Regions from separate parts of the Mus musculus genome. Here all the other regions are linked to region 1. The links are chromatin contacts, called in public Hi-C, HiChIP or PLAC-seq and promoter capture Hi-C maps. All regions are on one chromosome and are shown on one strand. Each heading gives the region's core, a stretch centred on a gene start, on an enhancer-like site or on the middle of the called end of the contact. The rest is flanking DNA. Distances are from core to core; before and after follow the strand shown. Region 1 holds the start of Bag1 (BCL2-associated athanogene 1). Region 2 holds the start of Galt (galactose-1-phosphate uridyl transferase). Region 3 holds the start of Rpp25l (ribonuclease P/MRP 25 subunit-like). Region 4 holds the start of Ddx58 (DEAD/H box helicase 58). Region 5 holds the start of Enho (energy homeostasis associated).

Region 1 (2,698 bases), core at 57-2,556:
CCCTTCACAGTACTTCCTACAACAGTTGTCACCAGCCTTACCTTAGCAGGACCCTCTCTCATCTTCTTGATTTGATCCTTATATTTCACTAGTTCAGCATCCAGCCGGGAAATCTTTTTGTCAATGGATTCTGCCCTGCTATCCACCTTGGAAGAAAACATCACATGCAGTGGTAATTATTGTAATATGTTTACATGGAAAGGGGCAGAAAGAGAGGGATATGCAAAAGAAAAAAGGAACAATATAGCAAAGGGCAGAAAATAGGGTTTTTCTTAAGGGTGGGGAATTCCAGCCCGAACCATTGGAGGGCTTTCATAAACTCTCTCCCACCTCCTAGATTCTGATATAGCAGCCCTCTCTTGAGGAAAACGATTTGGGATTCTCTCCGCTGGCTGAGATTTCCCAAGTAGGAGAATAGTCAGTTTGGGACTCTGCATGAACGTGCGTGGAATGAACCAATCAACACAGGCTAAGATGAGATCTAAAACCATTTCCGAGATCAGGTTTAATCTGGAAGGGCCAAGATTCAGAATTCTATGCTACTCAGACCCAGGACTAAGGTACAGATATGTTAACCCTGACATGGGTAAGGGGAGAAGAGTGAAAAAGGGTTTTTAAAAGGCCAGGTTAGACAAAGTGGGGTGTAGTGACATAGGGTACGTAGGTTGGAATGTGGGAACCAAAGCGAGGAAGAAGGGGTGGGGCACAGTGGGCATCGGAAAGAGCTAAGTGCAGTAAGGGCGAAAGAATGATGAGATTAGACTGTCTGGTCTCTGGGGTCAGGAATGACCTGGAAAACAGGGATGAAAGGGGTGGGGATGAAGAAGACTCAGGTTTAATGGGCCCGAACCAGGAATGGGGTGGAGTACGAATTCGGGATGGACGGGTCGGAGTGTCAGAGGTATGCAAAGTCAAATGCCCACCGTCCCAATGCAGTCCGTCAAGCTAGGTGGCGGAGCCTTGGGTTTCGCTTTTCCGAAGAATCGGTTCATCTTGGCCGGCTGCGAGGAAACCCAAACACTGGAGGAAAACCAGAAACGGAAGCGTAGTCGCTCTGGTGTCAATTTCCGGCTTCCCCCACCCCATGCGCAGGCGCAGAGTGCTCGCCCGAGTCTCCCGATCCCTTTTCCGTGTTTTCAGCTCCTCCTTCCGGAGAAGGAGCGCGGAGCTCTGGGAGAGGTGGAAAGACTTCTGAAGGAGGGGCTTATGAGGAGGGATAGGGCGGTGCCTTGGCGGAGTGGGTGGGGCTTAGACGCGGCTGGGCGGATAGGGCGGGGCCTGAAGCAGGGTCAGTTCCGAGGGCGTGGCGAGTAGATGGGGCGGAACTGGTGAGTAGTGGGGCGGGGTTGCAAGGCTGCGCGCCCGGTAGCCACCGCTGCGCTGTGAACAAACGCGGCCTGGCGGGTCGCAGCGCCGCGCGGCGACCGCGAGGCGACCGGGAGCCGCTGGGACCCAGGCTGCGCGCCCCTCGGCCTGCCCGGGAGCCGCGCCAGTCGGAGTCCCGGGCCGAGCGGGGCTTGCCTCCCTCTCAGCGTTCCTCTGTGCGCAGTGCAGCCAGCGGGCATGACCGATCCACCAGGGGCGCCGCCGCCGGCGCCTGCAAGCCGCGGGTGAAGAAGAAAGTCCGGCCCCGCTCTTCTCAGAGCGAGAAGGTAGGGAGCAGCAGCAGGGAGTTGACTAGAAGTAAGAAAGTGACCCGTAGCAAGAACGTGACCGGGACCCAGGTAGAGGAGGTGACCAAGATCGAGGAGGCGACCCAAACCGAGGAAGTAACTGTGGCAGAAGAGGTGACCCAGACCGACAACATGGCCAAGACCGAGGAGATGGTCCAGACGGAGGAAATGGAAACACCCAGACTCAGCGTGATCGTCACCCACAGTGAGCGCCAAGGAGGGTTCCGTAGATCGGGTTGGGATATGTGGGTTTGGCCACATGTAGTCTTGGGAGAAAGAAACATGGGTTCTTGGCTATATATATTTGGGGATGTTTTTGCTTAGGGCTGGTGTCAGGACATCTTTCCCTGTGGCCGGTCCCTGGACACTTATTGGATCCTCTATTTGGAAGCAAAGTTGAGTGTGTAACGCTAGTAATCGTGGGTCTTTGTGTCAGGCTTATATTAGGCCTTCTTGTGTGTAGAACTTCCGTGGTTCTGGACATCCACCAGTGTAAAGAGTACGAACTTGGTGCGTGATCCCGCTGTTCCTTATTTACTGAGTAGTGTTTTTGTTGGATGTCATAGAACCGCAGGTTCAATGGGCCGTGAGTCCAAGAGTTACTTTCTGGACATCTGGTTACATCAACACAGAACTAAAAACCTTGGGAAGTACACGAGAAAGCTGAAGCCATGACATTTCCTTAGAATCAGTTAGGAAAGACTAACAACAAACTTTGCTACCTAAACCATGGCTCTATATCCAGCAGTTTTATGAAACTTTGAGATGAATCCCCACCCCCACCCCCCCAAAGGCCTCTTGATGTCTGATCTGTGAGGCACAAATAGGAACTAGGACTCCTTCTGACTCTTGACTGGTTGGGAGCGCAATCTAAAGGTGGATTTGAACTCCACTTACTTAGAAAAGATTGAGTACCTGTTTTAAAACAAAAGAAAAAACCTCTCTGTTGTTGGATTGGTTTCGTTTGTTTGTCTTTGCTAACTAACCATTAACTATGGTGTACATAGGTGTACCCAGTATGAAAG
Region 2 (2,698 bases), core at 149-2,648, 810 kb before region 1:
ATTCAATAGTCACACAGACATCAAGTCAACCCCTCCTCACCATACCCTGTGGAAGCAGTAATGGTTCTCCCCCAAACCAAAGTTACACCTCCCCCTCACAGACCTGCACCCAAGGGTACTGGGCACCCAGCTCCTCTGTGACTGAGGCCCATGCATCGATGACAGCTCGGATCTCAGGGACAGACATGAGTGGCAGCGTCACATCCGACCAGGGGTGGAAGCACATGACCTTACTAGGTGGTGAGGGAAAAATGACATAGGGAAGTGGATTGGGTGCTAAGGGCAGGGCCCAAGCTCAGGTCTTCGTCTTCAGACCTGGGCTGGAGGTTGTAAGAGGGGAAACCCAAAGTTACCAAACTCCTCTGGCGGCCTCTGCTCGGAAGAGAGGGTGGTCACTGGGTCCTGGAATAAAGGAGTATTACTCTCTGTAGCACAGGTACCCGGGTCAGACCCAGTCTCCCTTCTCCCCAACAGTGGTTAAATTGAGGGTACCTGGATCCGGAGCATCGGGCTGCAGAGCCGGGAAGTCATTGTCAAACAGAAAGGTACCATCATAGTGGGGATTCACCTACTGACAAGAATAGGCTAGAAATACTACCTGACGGAATTCAAGGGCTATCCAGGCTGCAACGGGGGCGAGGAAGGCCCCACTCAAAGGATCAAAATTGCTTGCCCGGAAATGACCCAAAAGGAGGCGCACTGCTCCCCCTTGTGGGCGAAGGGTAGTAATAAGGAAGAAGGATTTTTTTCCTATCCCAGTTGGTGGCTGTGTATTCGGGCTTACCTCCCCATTAGCTCGTGTGGCCCCGGGACACAGAGGGTTGAGTGGGTCGTGGCGGGGCACTGTCTTCAGAAGCTGGGGCTCCACTTGTCCTTGCCAGGGCCGCTTCATGCGATGAGCCGACACTAACACCCACTCGTCCTGGAGCGGGTTGTAGCGAATATGCTGGTGTTCTGGGGAGAGACAAGGATCAGTCAGCAAAACTCCCTGTCTCTCTCTTCCCCGAGTGGCTCTAATGCCCTAGCAGGCCCAAGTACAGGGACGCTCGGTCGGCGCAGTGTTTCTAGAAGCTATAGGCTGGCGGAGGGGAGTTAAAGGGTTAAACGCTTTCCGTGCCACACGGCCTGCAAGCCCCTCCTTCCCTCGCCCGCCACCCTGGCCTCGGGTAGGAGTGCCGACCTTGACTCTGGGACTAGAACTTCCTACGGAAAAGGAAGGCTCGGCTCCGCACCGTAGCGGGTCCAGGCCGCCCAGCAATTACCGCTCGCCCGGAAGGTCGCTGCCATGGCGTCCGCCTCTGAAGCCTGCTGGCGCTGCTCAGGATCGGCTCCGCTATGCGACGTGAGGCCACACGAATTGACCTAAGGTACACAAGGTGAGCGCCCCATTCCATGTCTCCCCCCGCCCACCCTGGATGATTGGCTAGTCGCCAACACGTGACGGTGGGGGCACAGCCTGCCACTTGAGGGCGGGGCTCGGGACCGCCACGCTCACTTCCCCAGGTTGTTTTGATGATTCTCCTGCACACCGGATTGTAGCTACTTCTCTGGAGAGCATCTGTGAAAACTGGTTGCTGTGTCCATTCGTCCCGCCACGGATTCGGGTTGCTTGCACGACATTAGGGCTATTTATTGGAGCATGACATATCAGCTTCACCACTCAAGGACACTCCTGCCAGCAGCCTTTAACTGCCAATAGTCCATCAGAAAGGGCGGAGCCTCGTGAGTGCACCGCCCCCCAAACCGGTAAGAAACCTCTATGGGTCCATTCTCATGTTTTGTGCAGGTAACCACAGGTGTAGTGAGTTCTTGTGTTTGCACATCAGGCCCTGTCCTGTTCAGAAGACATCGTTTTTACTGAGCATCTTAACCGTGTGCCAGGCACCTAGGTTCTGTGTGGAGCATAGAGACGCCCTGTGCAAAGACCAGCAGCATTCTGAACTCATGACCTGGGTCACCTGCGGAGCTGCTGTGTGTGGTTAAGATGCAAGTTGTGGAGAGGGGGTGGAGGTGAGGAACTTGATCATACTATAGATGAAGCCTGCAGCCTGGCCCTTCAGGTATTGCCCGGATGTGTGAGTATTTCACTGTAACTATGCCTCTAGCCTCAGGAGCAGAAATAAGGTTAGATAAAGAGAACTGAGTAAGTATAGGGTGTGGTGGTACACACCTGTAATCCCAGCACTCCAGAAACAGAGACAGTAAACTTACAAGTTCAAGTTCAGCCTGCGCAGTTATACATAACAAGGCCCAATCTATATAAAAGTAAACCAAACGGCCAGTGGTGGTGCACACCATTAATCCCAGCACTTGGGAGGCAGAGGCAGGCAGATTTCTGAGTTCGAGGCCAGCCTGGTTTACAGAGTGAGTGCCAGGACAGCCAGGGCTACACAGAGAAACCCTGTCTCGAAAAAAAAAAAAAAAGTAAACCAAAAGACAGTAATGTGTGTGTGTGTGTGCGCGCGTGTATGCGTTTGTGCATACATACCAGGCACAGTGATGCATTTGCCTATAGTCTCAGCTACTCTAGAAGCTGAAGCAGAAGATCAATTGAGCCCACAAGTTCTAGACCATCCTGGCCAATATAGTGAAGCCAATTTCAAAAACAAGCAAAAGGCCATCAGTATTTGAAGGGCAGAGACAGGCATATCAATGAGTAGCCTGGCTACATAGAACATTCTAGGCTGTTGAGGTTTGG
Region 3 (2,698 bases), core at 130-2,629, 770 kb before region 1:
AGGTGAAGGGGAGAGCTGTCAACCCCTTGGGGTGGGGCCAGGAGCTATACTCCTGATCTGGTTTGCGGAGAGATAAAGAGTTCTTACATCATTTGACTGATACAGTGGGGCATTGTATATTTATTTACCCCATACTTGCCAATTACCCTCTAAATATCATCCTATGGTAAGGAGGGCACAGGAGGGACGCCTATACCTCACAGGGTTTGGGGAAGACCAGGTGGGCCCACATGTCAGATGGTCATGGAGGAGCAGGCAGGGACGTTCAGAACCAAGGCAGCACAGCCTTGTGTCTACATTATACCAGTAGCCAGAGAAGGAGCCCAAGAGGTTTGGATGTAGGAAATTTTAGGAATGGGGGAGAGAAAGCAGGGAGAAACAGCTATAAAGCAACGCGCTCCACCAAATGTATGCTGCCCTCTTGTGGTCTGAGGGAGTGCCTTGGCGCCTTCAAGTGCCTGTATGGCACCCAACCTGTGGAGTTGTCAGCATCTCAAATGCAGCGTGTCCAAACTGATCTGAAACTAGCATTTACCCTAGACTATTCTACCGGAAGAGTCGCCCGTTCTTCCCCAAAACTTCATCAGAGTTTTCTCTCTCTCTTTTTTTTTGAGCTTTTCGAGACAGGGTTTCTCTGTGTAGCCCTGGCTGTCCTGGAACTCACTCTGTAGACCAGGCTGGCCTCGAACTCAGAAATCCACCTGCTTCTGCCTCCCAAGTGCTGGGATTAAAGGCGTGAGCCACCACTGCCCGACTTCATCCAAGTTTTCTATCAAGTTTCTACCATCCTCAATTCTTGCTGTTTCTGTGGTTAGCATATCATCGGACAAATATTGGAGGGCCTATTTTACTCTGGATACTGAACTAGGCTCTGTGGGCACGCCCCCGTGGCCGAAGCGCTACGGTGATGTTGAGTACAGCCCCTTCCAGGGTCACCAGTAGCTGTTGCCCCGACTACCGGATCCACCCAGCTTATACACCAATCCTCTCAGCCAATGAGTTATGCACTCGCTTAGATCCTCCTGAAAACCGCCGGGGTCGTCCAGTGTCCCAGGATGAGAAGAAAGCTCAGGACTCCGTAAATAAGAGTCTCACCTGCTTTTATCCACCAGGGGCTTCGCTTTCGCTGCTCCGGTGTGTCAGCAGGTGACGCATGCCGTCCATCTTTTAAAGGCACAAATCTGCGTTCTTCGGGCGCAAGACTCCTCCGATAGCCGTTCCTTTCCCGGGTGGGCCCTCTGCAGGTAGCGGGGTGCTCCGGGATCAACGCGCCGACCGCTGGAGGCCGGCCAGATGCCACCATCACAGGCGAACAGCAGCCCGGGTTTCTCTCAGGCCCCGCCCCCTGCGTGCGCGGCCCCGCGGCTCCGCGCGCTCCCGGTCTGCGCGCCATCTTGGCTACTCCGTGAGGGTCGAGCGTCTACTGGCGACCGTGGTAAGAGCCAAATCCCAGGAGATGGGGACTCAGAGCTGGGGAAAGGGGAAATGCCTGCTGCCTGAAACAGCGGCCCACGATTGGGGAGCCCGCCAACCGCTCACGAGTGGTCCGAAGCAGCTCTCCGGTCGAGTTCCCGAGTGGCCCTGTTCAAGCCAGCCTACTCTATTAATGTGGGGGTGAGGTCTTCTCTGCCCCCATGCACCCCGTGCTCGTAGGCAGGGTCGATTCTTTCTTTGGGGAGTACTTTCTTGGGGAGTGAGGCCTCGTGGCTGTGCCCCAGGGAGTTTGGAGCCAAGAGTCTCTGGAAGCACAAAGTAAGGGAGCCTTGTCCCAGTCCTTGCAGCCTTGTGAGGAGAGCCCGCCTGTTCTTGGCAAGTTGTGGGCGAGGGGTCTGGGACCTAGCCCCCAGGAGCTTGAGATCATAAAGAAGTACAGGCCTACCCACCAGAGAGCCTGGTTTGGGGGAATTTGGTCTTGCCCGTGTTAGAAACTCGTGGATGTATTTAGAAAGGGGTCTAAGGACTCGATAATTCTTGGCCCCAGCCTTGAGACGCTGGGGTGAGGAACAAGGCGATAATCTGGAGGGAGTGATGGAGGATGGACCTGGTCATGTTCCCGCCACTCATCTGACTCTTACCCGCAGTGCATATCCAGAGAGAGACCCACCAACGTCGCGAGGGCAGAATGGAACAGTACCGGAGGGCCGGCTCTGTAGAGCTTCCAGCCTCATCACCAATGCCCCAGCTACCTCCTGACACTCTGGAAATGCGAGTCCGAGATGGGAGCAAAATCCGAAACCTGCTAGGGCTGGCGCTGGGTCGTTTGGAAGGGGGAAGCACCAGGCACGTGGTGTTCTCAGGCTCTGGCCGGGCTGCTGGAAAGGCTGTCAGCTGTGCAGAGATTGTCAAAAGGCGGGTTCCGGGCCTACACCAGCTCACCAAGCTCCGCTTCCTGCAAACGGAGGACAGCTGGGTCCCAACTTCACCAGACACGGGACTAGACCCCCTCACAGTCCGACGCCACGTGCCTGCGGTGTGGGTACTGCTTAGTCGGGACCCCTTGGACCCCAGTGAATGTGGCTACCAACCCCCAGGTGCACCTCCTGGCCTGGGTTCCATACCTAGTCCCAGCTGTGGCCCCAGACCCCGAAGGAGGGCTCGGGACACCCGGTCCTGAAGATCTGCTGCGCCTGACTGTTCTCTAGACCTGAATATCTGTGCCTTCTCTAAGAAGAGCTTGTGCCGGCAAGGCTTAAGTCTA
Region 4 (2,698 bases), core at 136-2,635, 710 kb after region 1:
GTTATATCGAAAAGTTAATTTGAAATAACTGTAGAACCAAGAGTAAAACTAAACGTATGATCACTCTAAAAGAAGCGTTGGATAACTTCCAGAGCTGGTGTGCTGGGTACTTTTAGGTCAATTTGACACAAGCTGAATTCATCATAGAGGAGGGGCCTTCAATTAAGGAAATCATAAGACTGGCCTGTAGGGCTTTTGTTGTTGTTGTTGTTGTTTTGCTTTTTTTTGTTGTTGTTGTTTTGTTTTTTTGAGACAGGGTTTCTCTGTATAGCCCTGGCTGTCCTGGAACTCACTATGTAGACCAAACTGGCCTCGAACTCAGAAATCCGCCTGCCTCTGGAGTGCTGGGATTAAAGGCGTGTGCCACCACACCCGGCTAGGGCATTTTCTTTAAATTTTTTTTTTCACTTTTTTTTTTAACGTATTCACTTTACATCCCACTCACTGTCCCCTCCCAGTCACTTCATGCCCCCTCCCCTACTCAGTCACTTCATGCCCCCTCCCCTACTCTGAGCGGTTGGAGGCCCCTTTGGGTATCAAACAAACACACACACACACACACACACACACACACACACACACACACACACACACACACTGGCATATCAAGTCTCTGTTAGGCTAGGCGCATCCTCTCCCACTGAGGTCAGACAAGACTGCCCAGCTAGAAGAACATATCCCACGGACAGGCAACAGCTTTTGGGACAGCCACGCTCCAGTTGTTTGGGACTCATAAAAGACTAAACTCACACCTGCTACAAAAGTGCAGGGAGGCCTAGGTCCAGCCTGTGTGTGCTCTTTGCTTAGTGGTGTCTCTGAGAGCCCTAAGGATCAAAGTTTGTTGACTCTGTTGGTCTTCCTGTGGAGTTCCTATCCCCTTCGTCCCCCTCCCCACCCTGCAATCTTTCCCTCAACTCTTCTTTAGGCCTGGTGGTGGTGGTGTGGTGGCATGGAGGAGGTGGTGGAGGGGGTGGGGGTCTTTAATCCCGGTTCTTGTGAGACCGAAGCAGGGACGATTTCGGAGCTCTGTGAGTTTGAGGCCAGCCTGGTCTATAGATCTAGTTCCAGGACAGTCAGAGCTACATAGAGAAACCCTGCCCCGAGGGGGGGGGGGCGCGGGGAATGGTTAAAGATTATTGCAGGACCCAGCTGATCTGTGGAAGAGGTAACGGGTGTTTATGTTTTTCGAAACTCATTGAACAATGCACTTCAATTGTGCGCACTTTAGAAATATAAAGCCACCACGCGAAAAGCTGCGCCCCAACTTAAAGGCAATTTCCAAGGTACTTCTGGGTCCTTGCGGTTCAGTGGCTGTCTAGGTTCAGAAACGAAACTGGATCCCCGCCCCGCCCCCCCGCCCCCCCCCTCCCCAGCGCCCTGAGGCAGTTTCGATTTCCTATGGCCAGCCGGCTAGGCAGCTTTTTCATCGGGACTCCTTGGAAAGTCCCCACTTCGTTCATCTCTGGCGGATTTGCGGGAGCCAGGGCGCTCATCGATCGCCTGGAGCCACAGAATGACAGCGGAGCAGCGGCAGAATCTGCAAGCATTCAGAGACTATATCAAGAAGATTCTGGACCCCACCTACATCCTCAGCTACATGAGTTCCTGGCTCGAGGATGGTGAGTGGTCCCCAACTGGGGCTCTCAGGCTCTCCACCTTAGCGAGGGGAAAACATCACTCAGATCAGAAACAATTGAAGGCTCTGCCCCCCCCCCTCCCCCGCGCTGTCCTTAAGTTAATTTGTGTAACCCGGTGTATGTGAGACTCCCAGGCCATATTAGAGTAGACAGCATAGGGATTTGATGGTCAGGAACAAAATTCCTGCAAGCTGTAGTAACTTGCATAAGGATGCCACTCTTTTCTTTCTTTCAATGCTGGGGAAATAGTTTGTTTCTCTTATTTACACCTTCTAGACTGCTGTGTGCCTCCCTTTGTCCTGTCATGAGAAACTGAGAAATCAGAATGCGCCCGCCCCTCCTTAGATTCCTGTACAGAGCAAAGAGCAAGGCTTTGGGCTCGGGCCAAAGGTGGAGGTGGGGGCCGCAGGAAGCAAGAGGACTGACTGACACGCACATTTCTGTCAAAGGATGTTGCTCACAGGAAGTCCGTGGAAGAAAACTTTCTCCAGACTCCGTGTGTTCAGAGTTTAACACAGTTGTTCATATCTAGCTTTGGGGATTTGATTGGTGGATAATAGACTCTTTGTAAATTGCACTGGGTGTTTCCACCTGAGCAAACAGACCTCCCCACCTCACCCCCACCCCCAGGGAGAAGGGAGAGGGCGTTTGAAGGGGTGACCGAGGGCGTGCGGCAGCTACTTTTCATTTTGCCAGTTAAAGCCTAGATGTCTTTCCTGGCGTTGGACGACGGTGGCAACTGCAGGTTAATTCTGACTCTCTTGAGTTCCGAAGCCTAACAGGCTATGCAGAGAGGAGTAAAAGAGCACTACCCAGGGCTACCCACATCCCGGTTGTGTTAGAGAGAAGCAGCAAAAAAGCCCTAATGATTGGGGGCGGGGTCTGAGGAGAGGAAACCCACCCAAGAGGTTTCTTAACACCAGGGTCACTTGCCTTTCAATCCTTTAATCTGATCTTTAGTCATTTACATTAGCATACAAAGTAACTAGTTTCAATACTGAAACAAAGTAACTAGTTTGTTCAGCCATTCCTGCCATTGCTCTTTGTTCTTATTTAATTGC
Region 5 (2,698 bases), core at 128-2,627, 690 kb before region 1:
AATCTGAACCCCTGCGGCTAGGTCACAAATTCACTGGCATTATACTCAGATGTGCGACCATATGTCTCTCTCTTTCCTATAACTGATCTGATCCCTCTCACAATACCCCCACCCTGCTGGGTAACAGGGGGGAACTAAAATTAATCCATCCTGACAAACTCCACGGGGTCCGTAGTTTATTTTAGACAGCCTCTAACACAGCAGCTTCAGATGATTCAGCCCTTGAGATGGCTTTACACTCCCCTTTCTCCTTTTCTTGGAAGGAGGAGCCCTGCCCCTTAGCCACCTGGTCTTGGCTTGTCAGCTGACATTTGCTGAGATGTGGTTGGTATGGTATAAATGAATTAGTGAGAACCTAAGAAGTAGCTATTACTATGACAGTTTTATTGAGAAGAAAGCTTCGTTTAAGAGAGTTAGAAAGTGGAACCAGGAACCAACACCACTGTGACTCCAGTATGCATTTTGCTGTGAGTATAGTATTCTGAGGGAAGTTAAGGCTGGATGTGGGGCCATGGGTCTCTGACTGTCCATGGACAATATGTGATAGAAGCCACACACAAGTACACTTAAGAATCACTAAAGGGCCAGAAATGTAGCTCCTTGCATGTGTGAGCCCTGCTACTTAAGGGTCTGAGAGGGGAAGGCCTACTTGACTGCTCCTGTCCAAGCTACCTTGGTCTCAGAACTGTTAGGATGGAGAGTCAGGCCATCCATGCCGTCTGGATCTAGTTCAGCCAGAGCTGGGCCATTCTTCAGGTGTCTCAAGTTCCCTCCAGCAAGCCATGCACAACCCTGTGACCAACACTGGGTGAGAAATCAGTAAAACGCAACAAAGGTCATGAATTCCCAGAGATCACACTGTTATTAGGACTAGGGGCAATCTACAGGCGCTGTAAAGTGGACATGAGGTACTCTACACTCTACTGGGAGAGGGATATGTAGAAAGATGATAGGTGAGGAGGGTCAGGTGTGGAGGCACATGGACTTTCTCAGATAATAGAAACAGACTTCTCTCAGATATGGAGGGGTGGACGCTTCACATGTGGGGGTGCATTCCAGGTGTGGAAGATGCAAGAAATCCCTGCAAAAAGGTGGGCTGACCCTTCACCTTTTCAAGGGATGGATCAAAACAAAGTGGCCCCTATATACCCCTCCTCTCACCCTTCCCAAGCCCCTCCCTCCTTCTCTCCTGCACCAGGATGGTCGTGTCCCACCCCAGAGCACAACCAATGGCGCGGGAACTTGGCCCGGACAGCCAATTGAACGGCGGCAGCGGCACAGAGATGGCTCCTCCCCCAAAGGGCCGCAGGCCGCTGGCCACTCACGAGGCGGGGCTCTCCGCTGTTTTTTGCTGCCCGCCGAGCTCAGCCGAGCTCAGCCGACTCCCTCCCGCCGTAGCCGAGCCCAGCCGAACGCAGCCGAGCCCAGCCGAACTCCTCGACGCTCCTGCCGCCGCCGCCCGAGTGCTGCCGAGCGAGAGAGCGAGCGAGCGAGCGAGCTAGCGGCCCCGGCCGCGGAGGAGGCGCCGCCCCAGGGGGAGGAGGTGCCCGCTCTCCGCAGACCGCCCGCGGCAGAGGCCGGCCCGGTCGCGCCCCGGCGGGAGCGGCCGGCGGAGGCTGCGCGGCCCAGGGGGAGGGCCCGGGGAGTGGACGTCGCCCCTGCCCGCCTCTCGCCGCCCCCCGCCCGCAGGCTCTGGAGCCTCAGTCGGCGCTGAGCATCCCGTTGTCCCGGACCCTCTCGCGGGCGCGCACCGGGCTCAACTCAGGTAAGGGGGGCTCCCCTACGGGCAGAGGGTCGAAAAACAGAGATCTTGGACGAGTATAAAGAGGCAGTGACCCACACAGAGACAGAGAGACACACAGCTTGGAGGAGAGATAGACACAAAGGCAGAGACACATGCAAGACGCACAGAACCACCGATACCGACCCCATGGAGACCTGTCCCCGAGGGCAAAGGGACATGCAGTCGTGAAAAGAGACAGTGATACACAGAGAGACTGGTAGAGAAATGAGACTCAAGACACTCAGAGATAGGGACACAGAGAGACAGGCAGCCACACACCTTCAAAGAGGTGTGTTTGCAGAGGCAAGGATGCAGATCCAGCGAGAGACAGAGGGACAGGAAGATGTACGTTCAGACACACACCTGATCCAGAGAGGCAAAGTCCCAGGGAAAGGTACACCTAGGCACACAGCCTTGGGTATACAGAACCCACACGTTCCTGCCAGAGCCTCCACAAAGTTCCCTCTGTGTGAGCTGGCACCTCTGCAGGTCTCCTGGACTGGCTGACTGCAGCCCTCAGAAAGGAGAGGATGCCCTAGCCACTACAATCATGGTCATAATCTTCCTCCTGGGCCTTAAGCCACCTCAGTCCCGCCCACCAACAGCACATCTGAAGGGCTAGAAGCATGGTGGGCAGGGCTAGGCTGTACCCACCAGTTCCGAGGAGAATGAGAAAGAGGCTGCCTGCCTACTATAGCTTCCCCACTCTGGCTGCACCACAGCACCCAGGGGCTCAGAGCCAGGCCTGAGGGCGGAGGTGCTGGCTTTGTGGGGTACCTGAGACTGCTGGGACTCACTGCTCTCTGCCTGAGGCCAAAGATGGAAGCTGTCCCCCTAGGCTTCAGCCCACTTCTTCCTCCTCACCTCCGTCTACTTTCCTCTGTACTTCCTCAGGCCCAGGACTGCAGGTGGGCA

What was found. Promoter capture Hi-C pulls out the DNA fragments that hold promoters and counts their contacts. Hi-C and Micro-C count contacts between places; a contact is called where the count stands out from the background. HiChIP or PLAC-seq counts read pairs in DNA pulled down with a chosen protein or histone mark.
Region 2: a promoter capture Hi-C map of pre-B cells shows a contact between it and region 1, with 4 times the contacts expected there. The contact joins the promoter of Galt here to the promoter of Bag1 in region 1. A contact is called at or near these places in 2 of 39 promoter capture datasets (liver and pre-B cells), 2 of 115 datasets of contacts at active chromatin or transcription factors (bone marrow-derived macrophages and microglia) and 1 of 9 other capture datasets (liver).
Region 3: a promoter capture Hi-C map of erythroid cells shows a contact between it and region 1, with 2.9 times the contacts expected there. The contact joins the promoter of Rpp25l here to the promoter of Bag1 in region 1. A contact is called at or near these places in 3 of 39 promoter capture datasets (erythroid cells, liver and pre-B cells) and 1 of 9 other capture datasets (liver).
Region 4: a Hi-C map of B cells shows a contact between it and region 1, with 12 read pairs. The contact joins the promoter of Ddx58 here to the promoter of Bag1 in region 1. A contact is called at or near these places in 5 of 39 promoter capture datasets (the 3T3-L1 cell line, the C10 cell line, cranial neural crest and 1 more), 2 of 484 Hi-C or Micro-C datasets (B cells and neutrophils), 2 of 115 datasets of contacts at active chromatin or transcription factors (the 230-238 cell line and microglia) and 2 of 9 other capture datasets (adipose tissue and liver).
Region 5: a contact with region 1 is called in an H3K27ac HiChIP or PLAC-seq map of microglia, with 5 times the contacts expected there. The contact joins the promoter of Enho here to the promoter of Bag1 in region 1.

The regions. Positions count from the first base shown.
Region 1 is chr4:40,946,902-40,949,599 of GRCm38.p6, reverse strand. It overlaps Bag1 (BCL2-associated athanogene 1), which reads left to right and starts at 1,306. Exons shown (of 7, transcript NM_001171739.1): 1 at 1,306-1,878. The coding sequence starts at 1,806. Chmp5 (charged multivesicular body protein 5) reads right to left here and starts at 1,047. Exons shown (of 8, transcript NM_029814.1): 1 at 924-1,047; 2 at 42-146. The coding sequence starts at 992.
Region 2 is chr4:41,754,217-41,756,914 of GRCm38.p6, reverse strand. Galt (galactose-1-phosphate uridyl transferase) reads right to left here and starts at 1,398. Exons shown (of 11, transcript NM_016658.4): 1 at 1,263-1,398; 2 at 785-954; 3 at 493-568; 4 at 354-402; 5 at 104-233. The coding sequence starts at 1,287. It overlaps Gm42274 (predicted gene, 42274), which reads left to right and starts at 1,143. Exons shown (of 2, transcript NR_155499.1): 1 at 1,143-1,746.
Region 3 is chr4:41,712,198-41,714,895 of GRCm38.p6, reverse strand. It overlaps Rpp25l (ribonuclease P/MRP 25 subunit-like), which reads left to right and starts at 1,379. Exons shown (of 2, transcript NM_027278.3): 1 at 1,379-1,435; 2 at 2,082-2,698. The coding sequence starts at 2,123. The coding sequence ends at 2,614. It overlaps Dctn3 (dynactin 3), which reads left to right. Exons shown (of 7, transcript NM_016890.4): 7 at 1-98.
Region 4 is chr4:40,238,512-40,241,209 of GRCm38.p6, reverse strand. Ddx58 (DEAD/H box helicase 58) reads left to right here and starts at 1,385. Exons shown (of 18, transcript NM_172689.3): 1 at 1,385-1,619. The coding sequence starts at 1,514.
Region 5 is chr4:41,638,981-41,641,678 of GRCm38.p6, reverse strand. It overlaps Enho (energy homeostasis associated), which reads left to right and starts at 1,377. Exons shown (of 2, transcript NM_027147.1): 1 at 1,377-1,765; 2 at 2,678-2,698.